Linked DNA regions of Mus musculus: all the other regions are linked to region 3. Evidence: chromatin contacts called from public HiChIP or PLAC-seq and promoter capture Hi-C data. All regions are on one chromosome and are shown on one strand. Each heading gives the region's core, a stretch centred on a gene start, on an enhancer-like site or on the middle of the called end of the contact. The rest is flanking DNA. Distances are from core to core; before and after follow the strand shown.

Region 1 (3,544 bases), core at 464-2,963, 680 kb before region 3:
CCAAAGTAATTATAATTTGAGTGACACAACTTTTCAAGTATTTTAGACCTTGAAGATTAAGACTTAAAATTGCATTTAAAAGAGAATTTTGTTAATCTTCTTTATTTCTTTGTTTTCTTCAATGAGCTTTGTTCCCTGATATTCTTAAATAAGACAAATGAAGTACTTATTTATTAGTATGTATGTGTACATATTCACATGTGAGTGTATGCGTGTGTTTCCAATGTGGAGGTTAAAGACTGCTGTCAGGTTTCCTTCCTGATCATTCTCCACCTTATTTTTTGAGGTATGATCTCTCACTGAACTTGGAGCTTGTAGTGTTTGGTTAGACTAGTTAGCCAGCAAGACTATGGGGTCCATCTCCTCTCCCTTTTCCTCCTGGCTTGCACATAGTCACAGGCAGGTGCAGCTATGCCCCGTTTTCACCTAAGTGCCGGGAATCTGAACTCAAGTTCTCACACTCAAGCAGCAAGCACTTTATGTGCTGGGCTCTTTCCAGCCCCATGAATGGACTTTTAAAAGTAAACAGAACACATTAAAGTGCTTGTCTTTCCTTTTGTAATTTAAAATAGTTATTTTATATAATCCATAGTTAAGAATTACAAATTCTGAGGTCTAGCTGTGAATTACAATCTGCTTTCTTGTCAAGGTAGGTCTTTTTCATAGATCATGGCTAGAATTTCAGTGGACCTCTAAGCTGGGGTTTAAACTGCACTTCTAAAGTCAGAACATTTAGAGTATGCACTAAATAGCTCACTGCTCCTACCCCCAACTACCTCTCCTCTTCTATTCAATGAAGCACTTTTGTTGTGTTATTTATGAAAAGTAAATGGTACCTTGCATTTCCCAGTGTTTGTGAATAAAGCCATAAAGATAGTGAGAGAATTGCCCATGCAAGCTTACCTCTCTCCAAGCACTTGCCCTCTTGGAATATGTGAGTCTCTCTGGGTTCGATCCTAGTACCATCAAACAAGAACAAAAGCCGCTGCCTTGTAGTATTTATTAACTATGCTACTCAGAAGGCTAAGGAGGGGGTGTTTCTGGAATGCAAGCGTTTGAGTCCAACTTCGGCAGCAGTGAGTTCCAGGATAGAAAGAATGAAGAGTATAAAGAAGTTGTAAATGGAGGTTTGACATACATGGAATTTTGAAGATGTGATTAGAACTTTGAAAAGATAAAATTTAAATATTATATTCTTGTCTTGATTTCCAACTTTATATTTAATGAGAAATCTGCTTTAAAAGGCTGGCGCTGTAGCTCAATGATAGATACTTGCCTAGTATGCTCAAGATCCCAAGATTAAAGTTAAGCTGAACGGCTAGTAATACAGTAGTGGGGCTCTTGCCCAGCATGCAGAGGCCCTGGGTTTGATTCCTAAAACTGATCAAAACAGTTACAAAGCTATGGCCAGTGAGATGGCTCAATGGGTAAAATCACTTGTTGGTAAGCCTGATAACATAACTTTGATCTCCAGAACCCATGTGTGATAATTTAAAGGAGAAATGTCCCCCATAGTCCCTGACATTTGAGTACTTGTTCTAAGTTGGTAATGCAGTTTGGGGAAGATTAAGAGGTGTGGTCTTGTTGGAGAAAGTGTCTCACTAAAGGCAGGCTTTGAGAGTTAAAAGGCCAGATGCCATTCCTGGGTCACTCTTTCTGCATTGTGACTGTGGTTTAAGATGTGAGCTCTGAGCTTGCTGCTCTAGTCATCATGCCTGCCTATTGCCACACTTCCCTGCTAGCAAGTTAACGAACTCTCATCTTTCTGAAACTGTAAGCAAATAACCCCTTCCTCCTGTGGGTTGCTGTGGTTGTGGTGTTTCCTTACAGCTATAGGAAATTAACTAATGTAGCATGTGATGGTGGAAAGAGAGGACTTGCTCCACAGATTTCTCCCTTACTGCCACATGTGTACTGTGGCATCTATGTGCCCTCACTCATATACAAATAATAAATGAAAGCAGAGAAAACGGTAAGCAGGCAGGGGACCACAGGACCATAATGAGCTCACCACTTTATATGTTGACTTAAAAATGAAAGCATTTTTGTAATATGTCTTCTTAACCTTTCAAGGTGTGGCTTCCTAACTTTCTAGTGGTTTTATTAGGAATGAATCAGAATGTAGATTTTTTAGGACACTTGCTAATTACTTTGAAAGAACCTGGAATGTAAAGTGAAACAGTCCACTGTACAAATGTCTTGATGCTGAATTAATAGGACTATATGCTGTGTGGTGTTTCTTATCTTTTTGCTTCTCAACCTTCCAGTGCTGCACCCTTTCATACAGTTCCTCATGGTGTGCTGACCCCAACCGTCACATTATTTTCATTGCTACTTCAGAACTATAATTTTGCTACTGCCATGAATTGTAAATAGTTTTGAAGACTGAGGATTGCCAAAGGAGTTGTGACCCACAGGTTGAGAACTGCTGTCCTTGCACGTATGCATTTTGGTTATATAATACCTTTGGCTTTGTACCTGGTTTAAGCATTTAAATTTATATATATTGGCTTTACAGTAATTCACATAAAAATCCTTTGGCTTGAAACTTCATGGTGATCTCTCTTCTTTCTGCCTTCCACTGACTCCATTACTGTTCATGTCCAGATGAAGTTGTTTTCTGTATCTGTCACTTTACATCTCTTCTTAATATCCATTGAGATTCTTACAGTGTTTGGAGTGCAGTTCCTATTCCTGCTTAGTCTTTAACAGTGCTCTTCAGACTCATCACTCACTGGCATAAGAGCCATGCTGACTTCCTGCTGACTGACAAGGAAGTCCACGCTTAACTCTGATATCTATCTATAACTCCTATCATCTCCCTCTATCTGAGAAGCAAATGCTTATCTTCTATTCTTCAGAGTAACTTCTTGTCACTAAGCATTGTTCATTTCAACTTTCATTTATAAAATAATTTATTTTTATTTCATGTGCATTGGCATTTTGCCTGCATGTATGTCTGTGTGAGGTGTCAGAAGCTCTGGCACTGGAGTTACAGACAGGTGTGAGCTGCCATGTGGGTGCCGAGAATTGAACCTGGGTCCTCTGACAGAGCAGTCAGAACCTCAAACTCATACCTTCTGTTTCCACTTCTCAAATACTAGGAATCCATGGGTTGCTGCTGTTCCTGGCCAGTGCCTGTGATCCTTGCTGTAATGGAGGCACATGGTCTGAATGACAAGAAGGTTAAGTAAGACGTGGAGGATTGGCAGTCATAGACAGTGCTTTCAGAATGTTCGGCTTTGAACTAGGGGAAGGAGAGCTGTAACTAGAATGAGATTAATGTCCTGGAATGAGTGACATATTTGATTTAATAGAGAATTTTAAATTTACTGAAATGTTTAAGGGAAAGAATTCTTGAAATGGTAGAAGTACTAATACAGGAGAGAGACATAATAGCTTATGGTCTTGATAAGTAAAAGGAAGTCTGGGAGCAAACATTGATAGGAAGAGAGGGAGGGACTGAAAAGAAATAACTTTTATGACACTCAGTGAAAAATATCTTATACAATTGTCTATTTATATAGAGGCCAGTAACTATAGT
Region 2 (3,895 bases), core at 1,093-3,592, 800 kb before region 3:
GCCCGTGTGAGTCCGCAGGTGCCGCTGCAGCTCGTCCGAGCGCGTGAAGCGCTTGCCGCAGAAGAGCCAGTTGCACACGAAGGGCCGCTCGCCCGTGTGCCAGCGCAGGTGCGCCTTCAGGTGCGACGTCTTGCCGTACACCTTGCCACAGCCCGGGATGTGACAGCTGTGCAGCCCCTTGCGGCGTAGGCTCGCCCCGGCCGGACCCAGCCGCTCGGCCTCCTGGCAGTTGGGGCAGTCGCAGGTGGCGCGGCCCGAGTAGCGACGGGCGGAGCGCGCCGAGCTGCCCCCGGCGGCGGCCGCCGCTGCGCCCGAAATCATAGCGCTGGCGGCCGCCGCGGCCACCGCTGCGCTGGAGTCCGAGTAAGAGGGCAGCACCGGCTTGAAGCCGTCCTGGGCCAGCAGGTGCTGGCTGGTGGAGAGCAGGTGCGAAGCGGCGGCGGCCGACGAGCCGAGGCCGGTGGAGCTGAAGGCCGAGTGCGTGAGCGAGCTGAAGTCGGGGTTGTAGGTGCCCAGCTGAGAGTGCAGCGAGGCCTGGGGGGCGCCCGAGTGCAGCGAGCTCTGCAGCCCCCCGGCGGGGTTCTGCACCTCCAGCCAGGACCCAGGGCTGCTGTGCACGTCCCACCACGATGACGCCGCGCCGTTGGTCACCTCGCCCGCCGCTAGGGTCGAGTGGAAGCCCGACTTGTACCACGACTCGTACGGGTGCGCCATGCCCACGCGCGGGTACAGACCGTCGGCCGCCGTCGTGTGCACCTTGGAGATGAAGGCCGACTGGCCGCCCGCCTCCTGCGGGGACACGCCGGCCGCCGCGGCCGCCGCCGCCGCCGAGTTGGAGAAAAGGCCGCCATAGTCGCTGCTGAAGGCGGACGACGTGGGGGACGTGGAGGCCAGGCAGAAGGCGCTGTTGGCGGCTCCCGAGCCACCCGCCAGGCTGCCCGAGCCGCGGCCGCCCGTGGCCACAGCGAAGCCGGAGAGACTGGAGCCGAGGTTGCAGCTGGACGAGGAGCGCTTCCAGGGGTGGAAGCCGCCTTTGGCGAAGGCGCTGGACTCGGGCAGGGTCGTCAGGGGGCTCGTGTTGCCGATCTTGTTGCAGGTCGCCGCCAGCATGGCCAACGGGGTCGTTCCGAAGCGTGGCTCTTCCTAGAGTGGGTGGGGTGAAGGAGGGAGCGAGGAGGAGGAGGAGGAGGGCAGGGAGAAGTGGGGGAAGACACAAAGTGCACCGGTGAGCAGCCTCGTTCCCCCCGCGCAGATCCCGGAGGGCCCTGGCACCCCGGCTCGCGCCTCCTCCCCGCACGCTGGCGGGGGACGCGCCGCGCCCCGCGCAGGACAGAGGCGACCACGAGCGAGTAGGAAAGTTGTTCCTCAGTGAGACTATAGATCAGAAATGCCTCGGTTTTCGCCACTTCGTTCGCTGCCACCCTTGTCTAGAATCAGACTTGGGTTGACGCCATAAGCCCGCTCATCTCCCAGAAGCTCCCAAGTCGCCCTTCCGGGTGTAGCACGAAGGTAAACACACACAAGAAATAACGGGTGAGGGCGGGGGGTGGTGGCCAAAACAGCCACCCAGTGCTGGAAGAAACTCTTAGAACATTCCTCGAATGAGTGGCTACGACTTGGCTATTTTCTTTTATAGTTCAGAAACGTAGTTTTGATATTTACACAACGCACACGATTACAAAAAGAATCCAAGTATAAGCGGCTTTCAAAGTCAAGGGCAAACTGGGGAGCCACGCTAATGTAAGTGTTTATTAATGTAACTTCGTGGCCTGCAAAACAAGACTTTCCAGAAAACACTGTAATGTAATGCAACAACCCCCAAACCAAGTGGCGGGGGGTGGGGTTGGGAGTGGGGGAGTGATGTTAAAATCAAGAAGGGAAGAAAAGAAACATTCGGCTTTGCCTCAAAAACCAGTTAAAAGGGAACTTGCTTAAGACATTCTTTTCTTGCAAAGGCAAAAGGTCCCAGGTTCCAATAACTTGAAAAGATCGGTTCCAGAAATGTAGAAAATGCTAAAAGGAAACCAGAGCTGTGGTATAGCAACAGTTTCTTGAGAGATTCTGGCCCAGAGAAGCCATAAGAAAACAAAACAAAAACAAAAAACCACCACCAACAACACAAAAACAAAACAAACAAAAATGAGCAAAGCCTTTGCAGCGAGTCTTTTTCACTTACCCCAAGTATAGACGTGGCCATAGCAGGTTTTGGGCTGCGCGGCGAGGCCCGGAGCGGTGTTAAGCCTGGCGGCTGCTGGGAATCACGATTCAGGTCCCGCGCGGCTCCCGCGTCCCGCGCTCGCGCCGAGCGGACTCTGGGCTCCCGCCGGCAAAACTCAGCCTAAGTGCGAGGAGCACCCGCTTTGAAGTGCCGCTGGCTGCGCCTCTCGCCCAATGAGGGCGCAGGCAGAGCAGACGGGAGCTGCCCCGCAGCCAATCAGACGCTCCGAGGGGCCCGAGCCCGGGCTCCTGGCGCGTGCCAGTCAAGTCTGCGGGCGTGGGTGGGAGGGGGGCGGGCTAGGGACAGAAGAAATTACAGTGCAATTAAAAATTTACACACACTCACGTACCAAGCCAGGTTTAAGTACTGTTGAGACCAAGCCGCAGGCCCCCACCACTCCCACCACCCTGGCCACCTTGCTACGTAGGGCTGACAGTCTTCACTCTCCACTTGTGGGAAAGAAGCAGGAGAGGGACACCCCGGCCTAGGGCACAAGCAGAAATGGTCTGCGTTCACTTTGTGTGTACACGTTGTTGCTGCGAAGAACTTGAACTTGTAGCCATCACTCTTGCGATGGATTTATCCTTGTCGTGGTCGTTTTCCCAGATTCCTGCTCCCACCGTACTCTTTTTATACTCAGAGTCCTATTGAGCAGAGGGCGCAAAGGACAGCTGGGCCTCTCCAGGCAGGTCTACACCCACAGACTTGTTAGGAGAGCCCAGAGCCTGCTGCATCCCGCCATTTCCCTCCAGCGGTCTAAGTGACTTCCTAATTGTCGCTCTGGCCTCTGACCCAGGGGGTAATACAAGTGCCTATCACACCAGAAGCTCCTGGTGGTAATTGAGGGCACCCTTTGTATGGCTTCGCCAGCGCCTAGATACCAGGTTAACCCAGTTGTCAAATATGACTAAACAGTGGGACGTGCTGATTATCTGCCAGGTTTTTCTGGGGGCTGGCGTGGGGGTGGGAAGCATCAGCCCATACAACACTCTGCACGAAGCCGCTTATTTTCACATTGTAACAACTTTGGAAACGGAGACCGGCGCGAGCGGCGTCCGCCCCCCCACCGCCACCCCCGCCGAAGCTGCAGCTTGCACCGCTGTTTGTTTAACCCGGTGGAGATTTGCATGTCGGATTTCAGGTTGAAGTCGAGTTTTAGGGGATGTTTATAGAGTCATTTTTCTTGCTTCAGATTCAAACTATCTCCACTGCAGACTGCTAGGGCCTAGAAACTCCGTCTTCAGGGCCAAGGGACTCCAAAGGAAGGCTCATCTTCATCAGGCACCCTGCTGACACAGCCTTTGGAGGACCTCTCCGGAGCCTTCACCGAGAGAGTCTGCGAAAGCCAGGCCACACGTGGGCGCCTCCGCCTTCTGCAAGCTGGAAGCATCTTCAAAGCCTCTCTGGACCTTGGTGTAAAAAGAGGTGTCCTCACGCATCGCAAGGCGCCGCCGCTGGAGGGTTTCCTGTTTCTGGGCATTACTTTTGTCTTTTCCAGGGTAGCCAGAGGCAGCTTTTGAACTAGAAATACCAGCGCCCTCAGGCAGGTCTGGATACTTAAACGTGTAAGCACGTCCCCCCTCCAAACCACATCCTGCTTTTTAAAATAATAACTCCCAACCCTAAATGATCGGGTGCAAAAGACAATTTGTCGGGGGAACGACAAGTCAGGAGGAT
Region 3 (3,900 bases), core at 1,160-3,659:
AGTTACTTCTCCTCCCACCTTAAACTCCGAAGCATTTAGCATTATAGAACTCCACAGAGCTTAACACCAGCTCCTAAAACCCAGCCTCATTTTTTCTCATTGAACTGTACTTCTAAAAGGAGATTTCAAAAGTACAAAATGGAGGAGCAATTTTTCTCCCTCAGCCAAAAATCAAGCTAATGAGGTCTTTTTATGTAAGCCTTGGGCTCTGCACTGTGATGCTAATTTCCTAAACTACAAAAATTGGGCAGGTCCTGTGTTTTAAGATGGCAGTCACCCAAACAGGCGCCGCTCGCTCCAAGGAGAGGGGCATGGAGGTTTTGCAGTCTTTACAAATCAAGGGTTATCAGCCCGAAAATACATAGTACAAGAAGCCAAGTCAGAGGTCAACTAACACTCCTAGGCCAGGTTGAAGACTGGATTCCATAGGAACTCTCTGACCATGGGCTCCATACAGCTTTCTCATGGCCCCCAGAAGGCTTGAGAATTCTAAGACCTGTGGTAGAAGTCAACAGTAAGCATTTCTAGCAAATAAAGGTCAAGTTAGTCGGAATTATGAAAAAACTCCATTCATTTTAGCTTACAGCCTTGTACTGTCCACTAGAAAATGTAACCAGGACAGCCTATTTGGCCATTTCTTATTGACCCAAGTTGGGCCAGCCCCACCAGAGTGCCCAAGGGTGTTAGGGAACAGAAAATGCCTAGATGTTGGGAAAGACTTCCTTCCGCACCTAACACATTACATTTCAGTCTCTCGGATACAATAAAATGATTTCCAAGATGTTGGTGGCCCAGCCTCCACATCATGTTCCTAAGTAGACACCAATCAACCATTTGTGTATGCTTCTGATATCCTAATGGCAGCAATGTGTGGTATTCGAGAGAGCTACCAAATATTGTATTTACAACAGTAGTTCGAGGCGGTGGGTGGAGAGTTAGGAGTTAAAAGGGATTCAAAAGTCTGCCCAGGTTTCTGGTAGAGGAAGTCCAAGGCAATAAGGTGCAACAAAATGCAAAGAACTAAGAAATCCCCAAAACGGCACACAGCTCCTTAAATGACTTTAATTCTCTACACTCTACTAATCAATTTAACTCCATGTCAGCCTCAGGGGAGGCAGTCAATCAAAAGCCATCAGGAAAAGAGGCTAATCTTTAACAAGCCAGGACAGGCCAACGGTCAGTCATTCACCAGGCAAGTATGTCTTCGATGGAAAAGACACACAAAAAAGGAGAGCCAAAGGTCGTGCCTGGGGTGAACTTTTTTGGCAGATGTAACTCTTAATTCTGTTTACGGTGAGTGTTCTTTGACGGCAGATTTGGTACTGATGTTCGCTTAATTCTTTGCAGCGACGTTACCATCACTTAAATAAGTAAGAAAACTGAAGTGCGGAGAGGTGAAGTCGATTCCTCCAGTCAGGTGTCCAAATATGCACCAAGGCAAGCCAAACTCCAAGCCCATTTCCCCACGCGCGGAGATCCGCTATGAGACCACGACTCCGTCTACCCACTCAGACCTCGCCACAAGGGCCCCCGAACCCGATATTTATTTGAAGCACGTCACTGTCTTCCTTTCCGCCCATCCCCCCACTCTTCAACCCACTCCAGGGCAGGACATAAGTTCTGGCTTCCGTTGGAGCAAAAAGAGTTACGTTCCAGCTCGCAGCTGCAAGCCGGGAAGAAAAGGGTGGGACGGGTGGGGAGTTGGGGGACGCAGGGAAGGTTACTAAACGGTCGCGGCACACGACTTGCATCGCTGGGCCCCAAAATTGCATCTGACCACAGCCTAGGACTAAAACAATACCTCCCCCCACGTGCACAACCCAAGTTCTCAAGAAATGCTCACAAGGCCATCTACGCTAAACCCGCAGATCCAGAGTGGTTAGAAGGGGACGCAGAGCAAAAGAGGATCGATCCCAGGGCCACTAGTGCACGCGTAGGTAACAACGCACTCGCCGCCAGCGGGTCGTGCAGGGTGAGGTCCCAGAAGGTGGAAGGCTGGGATACGACCGCCAGACAGGATGGCCAGCGGCGAGTCCCAGGCCTCCGCGCGCACGTGGAGCATGAGCGCCCGTGCCGCAGGTTCCGGGAACGCTGGCAACTCCGTGCGCGCCGGCGGGCGCATCACCTTGGCCTTGAGTTATCCTGGGTGCAAAGATTATAAGAAAATCGATCTGTGATTTCCCTCAACCTGGCGACAATCAGGAGCGCGTGGGACAAGTGAGCGGAGCTAACCCGCGGAGTCGGAGGGAAGTGGCCCGGACCCGCCCGTGTCTAGCACCCACCAACCCCGCCCCGGTGCACCCGGCCGGGCCTCACCCGCGCGCGGCGAGCCTCCATGTTGGCGGCGGGTACCCAGGCACTCGGAACGGGGATAGTTCGTCGGAACACACCAGCACTCAGAGCCCGAACAACCCGAGCTCCGGGACAGAGGCGGGGCGCGCACTCCGCCGCCGGAGGGGCGGGGCCACCGGCTTTCCCGCGCCGGGACGCAGGTCCTGCCAGCTAAGATGACCTCTTTAGCGGTACCCGAAGCGTCCCAGCTCTGGAAAAAAATAGAAGCGGTTCTCGTGGTTGTAATAACCTTGAGTGTCCTCGGAAACTGCTGAATGTTCTATGAAACAGTGGCGTTGTGGGAACTCAGTGCCACTGGCTTTTTATGAAGCTGCGCGGTCCTGGGAAGTGGCGCGAAAGTGGCTGCCGAGGTCCTGAGACTGGCCGTCTGATTTGCATACAAAACGGGAGATTGTAAGGCTGGTAGAGCCTCTTACTGCGTTCACACTTTCGCTGTAGTTTAATCTCTTAAAAATGTTAAAGAACAGAACGGGGATACCACCCACAAATATCTGAGAGCATAGCACCTCTTATCTAGCAACCACACCACTATCTATATGTAGTCAATAGACCAGTTAAGTCCTGTTGCTTCAAGAAAGATTCCGGCGTGGGTTTAAAAATAGCCCTTCAGTTGAGTAAAGCCTCTCCGAAGGGTAAAAGTCTTTAGAGCTTTATCTTTCGGAGATAAAAGCTGCAGGCGATTACACTGTGGATTGTCCATTTTTCTCCAGGCAAAATTGGGAACAACCAGAGCTAGTTAGAAGATCTTTCTTTCTTTCTTTCTTTCTTTCTTTCTTTCTTTCTTTCTTTCTTTCTTTCTTTCTTTCTTATAGCCCTTCTCACTAAGACCGGCACAGGGATGAAACGAGGCTCCCCTGTTTTTAAAGAGTAAAACACAGGGGGAAAAAAAAAAACCCAAACAGCAACGACCGAAAAACCTTGGGTGCTTTTTAAAAGAGCTTTAATTATAATCATAGATTTAAAACATTTCTTGAAGTGTAAGCATTCCCCCTTATTTCAAAACTTTTCTCTTAGTATTGATGTTGCCACAGTCCTTTTCTGTGAAGAGAGCATGCGCAACACACACACACACACACACACACACACACACACACCTCTCTAGGTACTGACCATAAAGACATAAATAACCGAGGAAGACAATGGATTGGAAGGAGCTGCCCAGGGGTCACCCTCCCTCTGTGCTAGAGACAAAGAACTCCAGTCTCCAACTTAGGCATCAAGAGAAGCAGCTAATTGATTTGTTTGGCAAAATTCCTGGTAGCAGCCAGGAGTTCAACCAACACTTGTTGGATGAATAAGTATGTGGATGGAGACCTAAAATTGTCCTTAGTACAATGTTCTTGTGAATATGGTTTGTGCAAGTAGAACTGACCATGTGAGGTCACAGAACGAAGGGGGCATCCGGGCCACTTTGCCTGGGTAATGTTCTACACTGAGCATTTTTACTCTTCTTGGAACAGGCTTGTCTCTCTGTGCTCCTGCATTTCTTTTTCAACGAAATCCAATGTGAGCCCAGGACGTGTGCATGTTGTTTCCTTAAAGTTTTCA
Region 4 (3,630 bases), core at 882-3,381, 670 kb before region 3:
AGAACATCTCAGGGGCTAGAGAGATGGCTCAGTGGTTATTTGCTGCTCTCCCAGACTACTTGAATGCAGCCCCAGCTCAATCATCAGGAGGCTCACAACTGCTGGGTCCCGGAGATCCAATGCCCTCTTCTGCCCTCTGTAGGCAGCTGCACACATATGGCAGACATAGCCGACACGCATGAATAGAAATCTTTAAAAAGAAATATAAAATCTCAAATGGCTAAAATGCATTAAAGATTAACGCAAAGGGATTAGTAATGTCTTTACTCATTTGTGCCGAAAGTGAGTAAAGTATATATTTTTCAACTAACTAAATTTATTTAAGTGGAAATTTTGACTGCTCGTTTTTATATGTATTATTAATATATTATATCTATTAATATGTATGCTTATATATGTAACCATAAGAGAAACATTTACTTAGCCTATAATTTATTTTATCTAGATAACCCCCTTTTGCTCCAATTAGATGTTTTTCAGATCAACTGTAGGATTTTAATTTTTTACTAAAATTAATTTTTCTTTTATGTAAGAAAAGGACATACTGAAAATATAGCACCTACTGATTATTTACGTGAGATAATCTTATCTGAGTGCAACCTACTTCTGGTTTGTCTCAGCTAAAACTGGCATCGTTCAGTAATCTAATACAACAGTAGCTTCTGAGGAGAACACTGTTGGTGGACTGCAGTGGACTTGGTTCCTAGTTTATAGTGTGAAAGAAAAAACACCAAAACGGATGCCAGAATACCTCTGTGATACAGCCTCTGTGCTTGAGGCAAGATTGAGTTACTTTTAAATGAAGAGAACCTGAAATTCCTTCACTAGTGATCAGCACTCATTGAGGCCCTGTGGCTTTGTGAAAATGTTTATTGTCACAAAAGTATTTTATACTTTTTATATGATTAAAATTTAATTCCCTTTCTTATTTTGAATTGGCTTTCTTTTGTCTACTTTCTTTTTTTAATGAAAAGGATGAATGGAAGGAAGTATAAGATGGTACCTCTGTTTCCTTCTTTTGTATAATCTTGTTGCATGTCTCTACATAAGCTGTTCTGGCCACTCATCATAGTAACCAGCTGGGCCATTTCACCTGCTGGAGCCATTAAAGAGGACTCTCTCCCCCTAGATTAATCCCCTCCGACATTAGTTTTTTTGCACTGACAACTGCAGCAGGCATTCAGGATTTGCAGGTGGCCAGTGTGACGCACATAATTGCCTACAATTTTAGGCAATGAATAAAAATGGTCTACATTACTTGTCAAAGGTTGTATATGCAGTGCCAAGTGAGATCTATGGGAAGCCTTTTAGGGTTTAAAGAACAGTTAATAGCAAGGCTGCACAGGGCTTTTTTAATCATAATGCATTTGTAATATAGCACTTTGATCTTCTCCTTGTAGGAAATGGTGTTACATTAGCCACTTTTAAACATTTATGAGTGAAATTCAGTTATAGAAGAGTAAAAGTGATTATTCTTAAGCAGAACATGTTCAATTTCATTAAAAGTTTTCGTCTTGCCCCTTCCTTGTTAAAATCCATGGGAAGTCCTTTCCCTGGGGGACTTCAAATCAGGATCGAAGGATATAGGGCCTTTTCTTTATTTTTCTTGTTGGTAACAGTAAGATTTGCAAAGAAGGTATACTAAATATAGAGATAATTTATACAAATGGACATTTACAACACAATAACTGGTCATAGTAATATAAAAATACTCTCAGGAAATCTATTACTAATAATTGTGTTGCAACAAATTTTAAGAAATGAATATTTAAAGCAGGTCCATAAATTATCTTTACAAAAACAAAACAAAAAAATGTCCTCAAAACAGAAGGCCCAGATGATTCTCAAATATGCCTCTTGTGGAAGAGCCCGGTTTGACCTTTCAGCCCCGAGAGCCTTTTATTAACACCTGCCAGGCTGTAAGGAGCCCTGGCCACACGCAGCTCTTAGACTCGGGCCCACAGAACTGATGAGGAAAGGCTGGAAGGGCTCAGTTTGTGTCACTTGCTGTTTGGCGTTTCCATTTCACAGATGATTAATCTTTCTGTGAAGAAAGGCCAGAGAAACAAAGCCCGCCAGCCTCTTCCCGCAGTTCCTCCTTCTGAATGCACACTAGCTTGCTAACTAAAAGGCCTTTAGATTTCCAGCAGAGAGAGATGTTCTGAAAGTGAATGCAGCTGGTTGGAGGTCACCAGTGCAGGGCTCTTGCCATTGTGTAATGGAGGCTTTGGCAGGTTGGGGTGGGGGGAGCAGTGAAGAAGTGACAGGGAGAAGGGGTTGGCAAAAAAATTAATTCAGAAGAAAAAAGGTTTGGGTCAGTTCATTTAATATTTTGTAGTAAATAGTCAGTCATAGGTTCAATTAGTTATTTTGTTTATATTTTTAAGGAAAAGCTGTACTTTAGTCTCTCTTTAGGATACGCCCCATTTCATACTAGCATGTAACATCACTAGATAACATTGACTCTGAAATTTTATCTTTGATGTGATTGAGTTGTCTTGCAGTTTTTCATATTGTTATGTTAACTAATTTTGCTGACTTTGTACACTCAAAATTTAATGTTTCATCAGTATTTCATCAGTTTTCGTTTGAGATACAAAAAATGTATTTCTGTTCATTACAAGAGTTATCTTTATTTTGAGGACTTAAAACTTTTAGCTCTTAGTGTCCAACACTTACTGCTCATTTTGTATTTACTTTTTTCTTGATTGTGTGCAGGACATAATGTGCAAAGTCAAGTCTTGGGTTATAGATCAAAAGAAACCTGTTCGCTTCTATCATGACTGGAATGACAAAGAGGTACGTGTAAATACTGTGTCTGTTACTGCCTGAGCTCTGATTGCTTAGAGAGCAAATTGGGCTGCTCAGTATCTTATACTTAGTAATATATAGTTACTTTTATTTCTGTCAGCCGGTGTAAATTCCTAAGCTTTTTTTTCCCTTTTCCAATCTCCCACTTTAAATATTTCATAACATCTAACCCTTTATAAACAAAAGTATTATAAAAATGAAAATGTTTACTCAAAGAGTTTTCATGTTCAAATTATTCAATGTTTTACTCCGTATTTACTAAGCTTTTAAAAAGGGTTCTTTCTCTGTCTCCTACTCTAGATTGAAGTGTTGAATAAACACTTATTTTTGACTTCAAAACCAATGGTCTACTTGGTGAATCTTTCTGAAAAAGACTATATAAGAAAGAAAAACAAATGGTAAGTGTTTTTTCCCTGGATACTCCCACATACGTATCTCTGGATATACCCACATACGTATCACTAACATAAGCATATAGGTATGTGTGTATGTGTGAATAATGTGTTTGATTTTAATATCTTTTCCTCAGAAAATGTTAAAATTAGAAAGTTTTGTCTTGTGTTACATTTAAAAGGTAAGTCTCCTAAATGATTTACACTAAGAGAACATTACAAACTGAATTAAATTGGGAAATTTTGAATCATACATATTTGCTTATCAAATTTAACTTTTTAAAATATTTTGTTTAGTTTTGTTACAAAATGAGAGTAAATGTATTTGGTGCAATAAAGTGTTTGAAACTGAGATCTTGTAGCCTCATTAATACTGCAGGTGACCTTAAGACCACTACTAGGGATTGCAGCTGGACATAACATTTTA
Region 5 (3,815 bases), core at 613-3,112, 590 kb before region 3:
GCATGAAGGTCTATCTCACAGAGAAATACCAGCCAAGGAGTTGCAACTGAATCACAGGGCAATGCATACTCTCCACCTAGGGTTTTTTAAAAAATGGGGAAAGCAAGAGAACCTTAAAAAATAAAAGTTGTGCTTAGTTTTTTTTTTTTAATTGGCTTGCTCTTTTTACTTAAATGTATTACAAGGAATTTTCTACTCCAGCCACGGATGGGAAGCTCAAAGTGCCAGATGTGGTGTGGAATACAGACTTTTGTCTTATTTAGGCAGATGATAAAGTATGATGCTCTCCCTACATCAGAGAACACCCCTGCAGGGCAAGAGAATGAATGAACGCTCTCAGAGGCCGACATGAATATTGATGCCAAACAGGATAAAGAGTACATATGGTTTGCTCAAACTTACACAAACCCTTTCTTTTGCGGGCTTCTTTGGTGTTCCATCTGCGTGTAGAATCACTTACAAGAACTAGAAGGTGACAGAAACTGTGTTCATTGGACACCCTCCCAAGGTATCTTCAGAGCCCGGCCGCTCCCTGCCATGGTCATGCTGCAGAAGTGTTCTGTGCTGCCAGAGTATCACCCAGGCCTTCAGCGAGGCCTCAGCGCCTTGGCTAGCAGTGCAAACGAGGGAGAAAATAGTTGTGGGGTATACAAGAAGTCTATGGGATGTTCTTGCAAATTTCTGTTAAGTCTAACCCTATTCTAAAATTAAACAACAACAAAAGACAGCATCGAGCCAGACTTCCCATCTCATGTTCGCCATCCTACTCCATAATTCCATGGTTAGTCCTTCTCATCACCTCTCGAATGGTTCCCTGGTCCCCACCACAGGCTCCCAGGCATTGGGACACACCCTCCCTACACCTACCCCCATCTTCTGGGTTGGGACATAGCATCAGGCTAAGAGATTCCACATCTGTGAGTTTCCTCTAAAGGTACTTAAATGGGCTCGGGCTTGCAAGATATTTCAGAAGGAGCTGGAGAGATGGCTTGGCGCTCTGTAGTGCTTGCTGCTCTTGCAGAGGGCAGAAAGACAGTTCCCAGCACCACACTTGCCTGTATCTCCAGTTCCAAGGGGGTCAAGGCCCCACACCTGCACTCACATTCACATACCCCACGCCCATATACTTACAGTTAAAGATAAAGAAGACAAATCTTACAAAGATAGTTTTTCAGAAGGAAGAGGAACATTTCCGTAAGAGGTTAGAGACAGGAGGGTTGGGCTGGTCTGATGTAGATAACAGGAGACTGCCAGGGAATCCGGCCCACTGCAGTGTGGGCATGAGGAGGGCAAAAGAAATTTCCACACTGAAAGCCTTCTAAGCCTCGCTCCCAAGGTGGGGAGGGGACAGACCTAGAGTGGTGGGAGGAGGAGCCAGGCTGCTATAAATTAAGAAGAATGAGAAATAGTCCAGGGCCCTCTCTGACCTCCTTCTGCAAAGGAAGCTTGGCTCCTGGTTGTAAAATACGAAGAGAGTGGAACGGGATCTCCCTTGTAGGACTGAATGCGCAGAGCAGAGGAACCAATGCAAAAAAAAAAAAAAAAGAGCCATACACGCAGACACATCCTGAAGGAGGCAGGAAACAATTCACTGGCCTAGTGACACCAGGACGAGGATCATATGGTGGGGTCACACATCCTGTCCAAGCTCCTATTCCTGTTCAACCAATTCCCTGCCAGAGTCACTAACCTGGAGTTCCTGTGTCAAGACTGTGTCATTCTGGGCCTTATCTCAGCTGCTAGAAAGTGGAAAGTGCGGGAGAAAGTGGGGTCCCCGGGCGGTTGCTGAACTTGGATCCCGCCCCAGGCTCGCCGCCGGATGGCTCTGATGAGCCCCAGGGCGCCGAGTGGCAGCCGGCTGCGGGCCTGCCTCCCAAGTCCTCCAGCCTGTGGTCCCCAGCAGATGTCAGTCTGGGAACAGGAAGCAAGCCTGTTTGGGGTTTCTAAAAATAAATAAATAATAACCCCAGCCACAAGAACAATCTTTTATCCCCCAAAAATTATTTTTAAAAAAATGCTTTAATGACTGCGGCATTTAACACATCAGGGGGCTGCATTGTTTTCAATTATACGTGATTCTGAAAGGGGAGTACAGATTCTGAGCCTGAATGGGGAATCGTGGGGCTGCGAGTTTTGCTGTTTTAAACATTCGCTTTGCTCCTTTAAGGAAAGAACTGTAAAATAGAAATAATGATATATTATTACAGCACTGCGGAGTAGCACTAATATTGCCGTTGAAACCTAGAATTTGAAATAAAGATGGAAATACTTATTTGTGCATACTTTTGTTCTTAGAAAAAAAACGATTTGGAACGAGGCAACAGGCATGTGTGCTGTGGGCAAGGCTGAGACTCCCTGGTCCACGAGGCCAGGTCCCTGGTAACAGGGAGCACTGAGCTCCTCAGCCAAGGGCTGACATAGGTCTGGTGTCCTAGTGGCCTGCTCAAAGCCACCAGGATGCTATCTTCTCTTTCTTGTTTTCCAGAAATGGAGAGAAGACACGGAGCGCCATGGTGGGTCATGCCAGCAGGAAAGAGATCCTAGGAAGAAGGTACACGTGGTTTGCTATGGGACCTGGATGATGGAGTTCTAGCTCCTTTGCCTTTAAACAAGAAAATGTAACCATCGGGGGCTGGGGGCATGGGGTGGATCAAGAGAGCCTACGTTCATCCAGAAGACCTGAGTTCTGTTTCCAGCACCCACGTGGGGTTACTCACATCCACCTATAACTCTAGTCACACACACACACACACACACACACACACACACACACACACACACACACACTTTAAAATAATGGAAACGTTTTTAAGACAAACAAACAAACAAACAAATAAAACCAGGGGCTAGAATGATGACTCAGTAGTTAAGAGCGCTGTCTGCTCTTCCAGAGGTCCTGAGTTCAATCCCCAGCAACCACATGGTGGCTTACAACCATCTGTAATGGGATCCGGTGCCATCTTCTGGCACGCAGGTGTACATGCAGATAGACCGCCCAGACATAAACTAAATAAATCTTTTTAAAAATTCAAATCAAATGTCATGTATACTTGTGATAAAAACGTATACTAGAAGCATGTGATCAGAATTTCTTTCATACTGTGTAGCGAGCAGGATAGGAGGAGGCTGGGTAATTTCACCATAGGTGTGAGTAGATTCTGGTGTCAGTGTTTTTCTATGCCTCGCTGGGGTGCTGAGGATGGAGCTCTGTGCCGAGGGCCGATCTGGCATGCACCAGACCCTGGTGCTATCCCAAGCACCTCAAAAATCAAAATCAAAACACACACACAAGAAACCAAACCACCAGCCTACCTGGTTTGATACATTGCATTCTTGTGTAGGGTTGTCATACTGTACTTCATAAAACTACACTTTAAAAAAAAAAAAAAAGAATAACCTCAAAATACAGAGGCCTCTGCAGCGCCGTGTGGATGGGGCTTTAGGCGCCCACCGCGGGGGGGGGGGGGGAGGGGGGGGAGGGGAATGGACTAGATGAAACAGTAGCAACTCCCTCAGTACCTGCTAGGGTCGGGCCTGGTTCCCAGCCTGGCTTTCTCTTCCCCTTTTGGGAAGAAGGCTGGGAGAAGGTTAAGGCCCAGCATTTCCCTCTAGTTATCAATTATCGTTTGCTCCTCTATCAATATAACATAACCACGTTCCAACACCAACTGCTTTCTAAATCAGACTTCACGGCTTACCACATCGGGAGCACATGGCCTTTGGAAAGTTTCTTTAAAGCCCCATACCCATTTCCTTACCATGGCCCTGCCCACTGGCCAAGCTCTTTTTCCAAGGAGGTCTAGCCACCTGCTGGA
Region 6 (3,664 bases), core at 314-2,813, 610 kb before region 3:
TCCCAAGAATATGAACTGGAAATTTTAAGGAAGTAAGCTTTTTAAAGTGTCCTACTAAAAATGTGCTGTACCTGTCTAGACCTGCTGTTGTCTCAGCACACTGAAGGCTTAAGCACATGAATGTAAGGTCAGCCTGGACACCAGAGATCCCATCTTCCAAAAAAGAAAACAAAAAACAAAGGAACTGCTCCTCAAATAATATGGAAAATGTTAAATATTTTTATCTGTGAAACTGTTACTCGGGTATGTGTGTGTATATATTAAACATACGTATATTACATATGTGTATACCCAAACATTATTTCTTCACAGCACACATTCTGGAAAGATGGCTCTGAGGTCAGATCTTGGAGAAGACCCACGTTCAATTCTCAGCACCCACATCAGGCTGCTCATTCCAGCCTGTCCTCTAGCTCCTGGGAATCTGACACTCTCTTCTGATCTCCCTGGGCACCTGCATTCAGACACACACACACACACACACACACACACACACACACACAAAATTAATCAACATTTGTGCACTTTATCATAAATGTTATACCTCAGTTTTAAAAAGAAAACTGCATTGTTCAAACAGTTGGTAGAGCTATTATCCATCCATTATTATACATATTAGGTCTTCAGGAAATAGTCATGTGCTTTAATACTGTAAAGATGTTAGTTATGGTAAAGATCACAACAATATACAAGCTGCCTGTGAAAACTTGCCAGTACTTAAGCCAGCCACATTTCACAACTGAATTAACTGTATGTGTCATTTCAGAAGCTATGATAAAAGACTGCTTCCCATAGAAACGAAATTATTTTCTGGGGTCCAAAGAATTGAAATCTGGTCAGCTGTAATAAGATTCAATTGTAACGGCAAAAACAATTGGAAACAATTTAAAATATCTATCAATTTAGGAAAATGGCAAAGTGAATTATAATGCACCCATACAAAAGGGTGCCTTAAGCCATTAAAAAGAATAAAAGTACATCTATATGAGCTGGCATGGAGAAATTGCTCATTCATATTGCTTTGTGAGGGAAGTCACAGACCAATGTGTGGAGAAGGACCCCAGAGGAAACTTCAGTTAACTATGTGGTATGTGTCCTCCTGAATAGTAACCGTGAGTTTACATGTATGAATAATTCTACATATATTTTTGCATAAATGAGACCATCTCATACATATTATCAGGTGACTTTCTCACTGAAGGGCCCATTTGAAAGCAATGTATGTCTGAGGACATACCTGCATGTGTGTAAGCCAAGACCTGAAGAGAGAAAGGATGCAGCTGTCAGTGCAAAAATGTAGGTGCTTTACTAAAATAATATTAAAACCATAAATTAATAATATTGAAATTAAAAAAATGGCAGGAGCAACCAGGCAGACACACAACAGCAAATGCAGAGGCTCTGACAAGAGCCGGGTGCCCTGTGGAACAGCAGCTGCGGGTGGCTGGCTAGGGTGTACTGAGGAGGACCTCCACGTGATTCAGGACTTTGGATCTCACTCTGGCTTAAGTGGAAAGCCCTTAGTTTTCAAACAAGCCATGCATTGTGATGTAGATTTTAAAAGGTCGGCTGGCACACTGCCCCATCTGCTGTTATGCCTTGTGCTCCTAGCCCAGAGCGGGCTGGTCGTGGTGCAGAAGAGAGACAGGAAGGAGGAGGGAGCAGGAAGCCGGCTGCCAAAGGCCAGAACTGCAGCTGACTATCCAAAAGAAGTAGTGGGGGCTGGTGTCTGTTTCTAACAGCCACTTTGGCTCTGATTATTTTGGATTTTGAGACATGATCTCACTGTGTAGCCCGGCCTGGCTTGAAACTCACTCTAAGGACCAGGCTAGCTTCAAACTTGGGAATCCTCCTGTCTTTGACAACCACAGGTGCAGGAATTACAGGTGTATTCCACCATACCTGGCTACTAGCCACATTTTTAAAGAAACAAAATTCATCTTTATAATGTCTCTTATTTAACCAAGGATGCCCAAGCTGTTATTTCAATGTGTGACCAACCTTAAAATCACTAATATGTTTTAGATGTTTTCCTTTCACACAATGTAAGCACCCCTAATCCAAAATGTTTTGAGCACTGATGTGAAAGGCATTTGGATTTGAACCATTTGGGATTTAAGGGTTAGATATGTTCAATCAAGTGAGGTCTATGCAAATATTCCGAACTCTGAGAAACTCTGTAATCTGAAACACCTGTGGTCCTAAGTATTTCCGATAAGGGCTACTGTGCTAAGCCCTTCAAATCCCACCCCACACTGCACACCATGCTGGGTGCATTCCCAGTGCTCAGTAGCTCCGTCATATGAGACTGTAAGGCCAGGGCTTTACCTTCCCTCCAAAGGACTTTAACTTGCGCCCTCAGCCACATTTGACCTCCACATCTCATCAGAAATACATTCCCCAGACTGGCTGTTTCCTTTTAAGACTTACAGTAAAGCTTATGGTTCGTGGCAGTATGGTATTGATGCAGGAAAGACTTACAATCAAACCCAGACACAGATCCACCTGAGCTAGTTACTTTTTCTGGTTGCCTTGACAGCTCAAGAAAGGGTTTAGGGCTGAAGAGTTGACTCAGCAGTTAAGAGCACTGGCTGTTCTTCCAGAGGACCCTTGTTCAATTTCCAGCACCCACATGTCAGCTCACAACCAACCATTACTCCAGTTCCAAGGGATACAACGCCCTCTTCCGGCCCCTGAAGTCCTTAGGCATACAAGTAGTACACAGACATATACACCCTGGCAAAAACCCGTACACATAAAATACAATAAGATATTTTTGTCCATTTGTTTTGTTTTTTGGGATAGGGTTTCTCCGTTTTTCCCTGGCTGTCCTAGAGCTCACTGTATAGACCAGGCTGGCCTTACATTCAGAGATCTGCTTGCCTCTGCCTCACAAGTGCTGAGATTAAAGGCGTGCACCACCGCTGCCCCCAGCAGAGGAGATGTTGTTTTGAAGGAAAGATTTCCTTTGGCTCTTGCTGTGAGGCTAGGGCTACAGTCTGTCATGGTAGGGAAACACGATTGCGGGAGCTTGAGGCAGCAGCCGTTCACGTTCCATTTGTAGTCCCAAGCCAAGGCAGATGCTGGTGCACCGCTCACGTTCTCCTGTACTCAGTCCGAGACCTCGGCCTGTTGATCCAGCCTACCACAGTCACGATATCTCTTCTATCCCAATAGCTCAGCTTCTGCTCCCATTCTGGAAACTCACTCACTGACGTGCCCAGTGATTTCTCTCCTGGACTCTAGATCTTCTCAAGTTGACAACCAATAACTAGTCAACTGTTTTTGGGTTTTGTTTGTTTGTTTTTGTTGTTTGTTTGTTTGTTTCTAGCATCTACTACAGGACAGCGGGTATGGTGGCTTATACCTTTAATCCCAGCATGCAGGAGGCAGAGGCAGGTGGATCTCTGAGTCTGAGGCCATCCTGGTCTATAGATTGAATTCCAGGACATCCAGAGCTATCTTATCTCAAACAAACAACTGCAAGACTCTTTGACCAATGGTACTGGAACAACTGGACTGGAAAAATAAAATAAAAGATCTAAACACAGGCTGGAGAGATGGCTCAGCGGTTAAGAGCACTGTCTGCTCTTCCAGAGGTCCTGAGTTCAATTCCCAGCAACCACAATGGTGGCTCACAACCATTTGTAATGGGATCTGATGC
Region 7 (3,745 bases), core at 1,228-3,727, 840 kb before region 3:
ATGTCTGCAGCTGCTGTCATGTCATGGGCCTTTGTGTGTGCACGAGGCCCCTTACTGGGATTCTTGAGAACTGGAGGGCCTCTTAGGTTTTCTATCATTATTGACAATTATGTAAAGGTCGGGTGATGGTGGTGTACACCTTTAATCCCAGGAGTTGGGAGGCAGAGGGAGGTGGATCTCTTTGAGTTGGAGGCCAGCCTGGTCTACAGAGTGAGTGCTAGGAACAGCCAGGGCTACACAGAGAGATACCCTGCCCCCCCCCCCCAACATAAACGACAACAAAACCAAAACCAAACAACCAAAAAGGAATTTATGTAAACAAACAAATGTTCCCAATATTGCTACAGAGGAGGTCTCCTTTGGCTTGAGGAAAAACGCACACAGAGACTATAATATTGAAAAGACAGACAATTTGAAGCAGACCCAGTACTTTGGAGATCTCACTTTTGGAGGCAGAGATGGGTGAATCTCTGAGTTTGAGGCAAGCCCTGTGTTCCAGGACAGCCAGGGGTAGTGTCTTAAAAAAAAAAAAAAAAAAAAGCCACCTTTCATGTTTTCAGGAAGTTCACATTTGTAACTTAGAAATCCTGACTACAGAACTGACGTACGGATTCTCTTTTCCAGATTCTGTGATCTGGAAAATCTTAAATTCCAGTTTGTAGAACCATTCAAAATCTCCTATTTTTATTTTGCTTCCAGAACAGACATAGTTTTAGTTTACTTCTATTATTTATCTTTTTAAAGGTTTATTTTTACTATTTGTGTGTGTGTGTGTGTGTGTGTTTACACTAAGAATGGGGATGCCCGAGAAAGCTAGAAGTGGGCCTCAAATCCCCTGGAGCTGGAGTTAGAGGTTGTAAGGCTTCGTGCACGGCCACCTTGTGTGTTAGGAACGGAACTCAAGTCTTCAGGGAAAGCACTGAGCTATCTTAACCATTGTTCTCTCTCTCTAACCCAGTTCCCTTCTTTTATAAGAACCAAATCATGCTGGGGGTGGTGGTGCACACCTTTGATCCCAGCACTTGGGAAGCAGAGGCAGATCTCTGAGTTCCAGACCACCCTGGCCTACAGAGTGAGTTCCAGGACACCCAGAGCTACACAGAGAAACCCTGAAAAAAAACAAACAGGAAGAACCAATTCTTAGCATAGTTTTATATGGGAGCATCCTAAATATTTTAAAACAAAATAAAAAATATAAATACAATAAATGTTTTATTGAAAGGAAAGCAAAGCAGGATATGATAGCCCACCTGCAATCTCAGGACTCGGCAGGATGAGCTAGAGTTTAAAGCTAGCCTATGTCTCAAAATGACTCAAGAAACAAGTTCACCATGGAACAAGTAAAGGGTCTTCTCCATCTCAAAGATGGGAAGACGTACCAGTTTTTCTTTTGTGTCGCCCCTCTAAATTTCTTGATCTCCTGCTTACTGTGCTCCAAAGTTAGCTACTCCAACACATAATTTAGGCAGGCTATTAATTCTCCTTTTTTCCAGGCCCGTCAGTATTAAAATAAATAAGTAAATAATTATTAAAACACCACCTAGAAGGTGAAAACCCAGCTTGGTGGTGCATGCCTGTAATTGAAGATTGAGCGTTACGTGGACCGCGCCACGAATAACACAAGATAAAAAAACAAAAAACTGGCACACAGCCAACACCCAAATGAAAGCTGACATCCGTTGTACCTTGGCATTCTTATCCTCACCAGACTAAGTGACTATCCTCAGTGGACTAAGCCTTGCTTACCCGAAACTGGGATGGCGGCAACAGCTAAGAAACCCGCACCCAGGGAGAAAGTCGTTGGCCCTAACATGTTCTCATCATTCACGATGTTTGCTGAGCAAACTTCTGCATGGCTAGAAATAACGGAAGGGAGCTGGGTGTAGTGGCGCAGGCCTTTAATCCCAGGCCTGGGAAGGCAAAGGCAGACGGATCTGTTAGTTCAAGGGCAACCAATGCTACATGGCGAGGTATACATAATGATAATAATAATAATAATAATATTATTATTATTATTATAATTATTATTAAACCTTAACAGTAATTGGAAAGGAAGAGCCTAGGTTCTTGAGCTTCTAACAGTCTATTCCCGTGCTTTTGGTAACACCAATCTTCCGAGGCTCACAAACGTCCTACAGTTGCCGGGAGACAACTTAATCTACATGGGAACTGCGCGGCAAAAGAAAATTTTTTTGCAACTGGAGTCGGCGTTGCCAGAAAGTGCTGGGCTCGAACCTCGAGACCTCGCTTGTTCGGGCTGACCGCGCTCGGATCGAAGCTGACGCAGCAGAGCCCGCCGCCGCTCGCGACCCCGCAGAGAGCGAGCATCGCGCACAGGGGGTTCCCCAAGCTTACCTCTGCTGCGCACGCGCGGACGCCGCCAAAGCCGCGGCAGCCACCAGAAGCGACTGCCGGAAGAGAGCAAGAGGGGCGGTGCCAAGCGTCAAACCACGGAAGTAGTCATCCTCCCGACCTCGGAAGTTCTCGCCCAAACTTGCCTAGCAGTTCCGGTGAAGCTCCGGGAGTTTGTTTACGTTCCGAGAAGACCTAGCGGTTGGCTTCTCCGACTCAGACGCCAAGATGGGGAAGTCATTCGCCAATTTCATGTGTAAGAAGGACTTCCATCCTGCGTCCAAATCCAACATCAAGAAGGTGAGTAAAGGCATCCGGAGAGGGCAGAGATTGCTAAGCTCCCTGGGAGGGTCGTATCCTCCTCACGGCTGGAGTCGTCGATCTTTCCCCCTTGCAGGAATGATCCCCCAAGTCCCGCCTGTCAGTCAGTGGGGAGACCCACGCATGGTTTGATAACACTGTCCGTTCAGGATCCGTCTCCTACAGCCCCAAGCCGGTGAACTCTGCTCTGGGTCGAGACTCCTGCTTAACGGAGATCTTCTGGCAGAAATCCTCCCTCTGCTCACTCTCCATCCCGTAGTGTGTTTCTGATGGCTGCGTTCAAGTTGAGCGTTTTAAACAATCACAGGGCAACCAGTTGCTGGACACAGAAGGGCCGTGGCGAGAATTACAGCGCCAAAGAATGGCGACGGGAGAGTGCTTGGGCTTTGGATTCTTAGTTCAGTACAGTTACATGTAGCCCTGAGGCCTCGCACAAAATAGTCAATGATGTGAGCATTAGCCTCGTACACTGTTGATCAAGAATTATCAGTGTCAGTTGCCCTAGTTTGTAAAAATTTTAGGGAGATTAGATGAGATAGTATGGCCAATGACTAGAAACTCGAAATGAAGGCTTAGCACTGTGTGTTAAGAAAAGTACTCAAGTACTCAAAAGTACACAAACTTATGAGAATATATTTCGCTTTTGTTTCCAAACCAGTTGTGGGTCCTGTATATTACCATACATCTAAAGAATGTATATATTAGCATGCATGTACATTAGGATATCTGTGGAAGAAAGTGCAAGAAATGCTAACACTGGTTATCTGCAAATATAGTTACTTAGGTTTTTAAGTCCCTTGGGAGTGGGGAGGGCTTGCCAGATCTCAGCCTTACTCCTTGACCCCAAAAGTCTTGTTCTGTTTATTTTGTAGTACTCCTAATCCCCACGAGTGTATTTCTTTATGTGTTTCATAGCCTCTATTTGAGGTGGGATCTCCTGCAGTCTAAGCTGGCTTCAAACTTGCTGTCTAGGGAGGATAGCCCTGAACTCCTTGTCCTTCTGCCTCCAACCCCCTGCCCCCACCCCCAACCCCCACCCCCGCATGCTGGGATTACAGGTGGAAGCCACTGC

What was found. Promoter capture Hi-C pulls out the DNA fragments that hold promoters and counts their contacts. HiChIP or PLAC-seq counts read pairs in DNA pulled down with a chosen protein or histone mark. Capture Hi-C pulls out chosen DNA fragments and counts their contacts.
Region 1: a contact with region 3 is called in an H3K4me3 HiChIP or PLAC-seq map of bone marrow-derived macrophages, with 6 times the contacts expected there. The contact joins the enhancer-like site here to the promoter of Cdca7 in region 3. A contact is called at or near these places in 16 of 39 promoter capture datasets (the 3T3-L1 cell line, 3T3-L1-derived adipocytes, the C10 cell line and 11 more), 1 of 484 Hi-C or Micro-C datasets (bone marrow-derived macrophages), 9 of 115 datasets of contacts at active chromatin or transcription factors (the SCID.adh cell line, T-cell acute lymphoblastic leukemia, astrocytes and 6 more) and 3 of 9 other capture datasets (adipose tissue, embryonic stem cells and liver).
Region 2: an H3K4me3 HiChIP or PLAC-seq map of embryonic basal ganglia shows a contact between it and region 3, with 9 times the contacts expected there. The contact joins the promoter of Sp9 here to the promoter of Cdca7 in region 3. A contact is called at or near these places in 16 of 39 promoter capture datasets (the 3T3-L1 cell line, 3T3-L1-derived adipocytes, the HPC-7 cell line and 12 more), 2 of 15 datasets of contacts at CTCF or cohesin (embryonic stem cells and large pre-B cells), 10 of 484 Hi-C or Micro-C datasets (CD4 T cells, bone marrow-derived macrophages, cortical neurons and 5 more), 32 of 115 datasets of contacts at active chromatin or transcription factors (the NIH/3T3 cell line, SST interneurons, T-cell acute lymphoblastic leukemia and 19 more) and 4 of 9 other capture datasets (adipose tissue, liver, macrophages and 1 more).
Region 4: a contact with region 3 is called in a promoter capture Hi-C map of neural stem cells. The contact joins the enhancer-like site here to the promoter of Cdca7 in region 3. A contact is called at or near these places in 15 of 39 promoter capture datasets (the 3T3-L1 cell line, 3T3-L1-derived adipocytes, the C10 cell line and 9 more), 1 of 484 Hi-C or Micro-C datasets (bone marrow-derived macrophages), 10 of 115 datasets of contacts at active chromatin or transcription factors (the 230-238 cell line, T-cell acute lymphoblastic leukemia, embryonic basal ganglia and 7 more) and 2 of 9 other capture datasets (embryonic tail and embryonic trunk).
Region 5: a contact with region 3 is called in an H3K4me3 HiChIP or PLAC-seq map of bone marrow-derived macrophages, with 4 times the contacts expected there. The contact joins the enhancer-like site here to the promoter of Cdca7 in region 3. A contact is called at or near these places in 8 of 39 promoter capture datasets (3T3-L1-derived adipocytes, cranial neural crest, embryonic stem cells and 5 more), 14 of 115 datasets of contacts at active chromatin or transcription factors (acute myeloid leukemia, bone marrow-derived macrophages, embryonic basal ganglia and 7 more) and 3 of 9 other capture datasets (adipose tissue, embryonic stem cells and pancreatic islet).
Region 6: an H3K4me3 HiChIP or PLAC-seq map of embryonic basal ganglia shows a contact between it and region 3, with 3 times the contacts expected there. The contact joins the enhancer-like site here to the promoter of Cdca7 in region 3. A contact is called at or near these places in 10 of 39 promoter capture datasets (the 3T3-L1 cell line, the HPC-7 cell line, cranial neural crest and 6 more), 1 of 484 Hi-C or Micro-C datasets (bone marrow-derived macrophages), 14 of 115 datasets of contacts at active chromatin or transcription factors (the NIH/3T3 cell line, acute myeloid leukemia, astrocytes and 10 more) and 2 of 9 other capture datasets (adipose tissue and embryonic stem cells).
Region 7: a promoter capture Hi-C map of liver shows a contact between it and region 3, with 4 times the contacts expected there. The contact joins the promoter of Cir1 here to the promoter of Cdca7 in region 3. A contact is called at or near these places in 8 of 39 promoter capture datasets (the HPC-7 cell line, HPC-7-derived erythroid cells, cranial neural crest and 5 more), 2 of 484 Hi-C or Micro-C datasets (embryonic stem cells and group 2 innate lymphoid cells), 19 of 115 datasets of contacts at active chromatin or transcription factors (the 230-238 cell line, the SCID.adh cell line, bone marrow-derived macrophages and 14 more) and 3 of 9 other capture datasets (adipose tissue, liver and macrophages).

The regions. Positions count from the first base shown.
Region 1 is chr2:73,159,215-73,162,758 of GRCm38.p6, reverse strand. All of the region lies in intron 4 of Ola1 (Obg-like ATPase 1), which reads left to right. Among named protein-coding and RNA genes, the nearest start is that of Ola1, 53 kb to the left of the region's middle. Within about 2 kb of position 1,713, at least 76 of the 459 cell types and tissues checked have an H3K27ac peak or open chromatin away from gene starts, as enhancers often do. A contact at or near this core is called in the HPC-7 cell line, the SCID.adh cell line, bone marrow-derived macrophages and 1 more, where this site is marked.
Region 2 is chr2:73,270,373-73,274,267 of GRCm38.p6, reverse strand. It overlaps Sp9 (trans-acting transcription factor 9), which reads right to left and starts at 2,342. Exons shown (of 2, transcript NM_001005343.2): 1 at 2,177-2,342; 2 at 1-1,143. The coding sequence starts at 2,197.
Region 3 is chr2:72,474,728-72,478,627 of GRCm38.p6, reverse strand. It overlaps Cdca7 (cell division cycle associated 7), which reads right to left and starts at 2,409. Exons shown (of 9, transcript NM_025866.3): 1 at 2,317-2,409. The coding sequence starts at 2,337.
Region 4 is chr2:73,141,477-73,145,106 of GRCm38.p6, reverse strand. Ola1 (Obg-like ATPase 1) reads left to right here. Exons shown (of 11, transcript NM_025942.2): 6 at 2,719-2,799; 7 at 3,112-3,209. Among named protein-coding and RNA genes, the nearest start is that of Ola1, 71 kb to the left of the region's middle. Within about 2 kb of position 2,131, at least 22 of the 459 cell types and tissues checked have an H3K27ac peak or open chromatin away from gene starts, as enhancers often do. A contact at or near this core is called in embryonic stem cells, neural stem cells and stem cell-derived neural progenitor cells, where this site is marked.
Region 5 is chr2:73,064,453-73,068,267 of GRCm38.p6, reverse strand. No RefSeq gene overlaps it. Among named protein-coding and RNA genes, the nearest start is that of Gm39850, 57 kb to the right of the region's middle. Within about 2 kb of position 1,862, at least 31 of the 459 cell types and tissues checked have an H3K27ac peak or open chromatin away from gene starts, as enhancers often do. A contact at or near this core is called in adipose tissue and bone marrow-derived macrophages, where this site is marked.
Region 6 is chr2:73,083,995-73,087,658 of GRCm38.p6, reverse strand. No RefSeq gene overlaps it. Among named protein-coding and RNA genes, the nearest start is that of Gm39850, 77 kb to the right of the region's middle. Within about 2 kb of position 1,563, at least 48 of the 459 cell types and tissues checked have an H3K27ac peak or open chromatin away from gene starts, as enhancers often do. A contact at or near this core is called in the HPC-7 cell line, embryonic basal ganglia, pre-B cells and 1 more, where this site is marked.
Region 7 is chr2:73,311,324-73,315,068 of GRCm38.p6, reverse strand. Cir1 (corepressor interacting with RBPJ, 1) reads left to right here and starts at 2,477. Exons shown (of 10, transcript NM_025854.3): 1 at 2,477-2,652. The coding sequence starts at 2,581. Scrn3 (secernin 3) reads right to left here and starts at 2,417. Exons shown (of 8, transcript NM_029022.1): 1 at 2,356-2,417.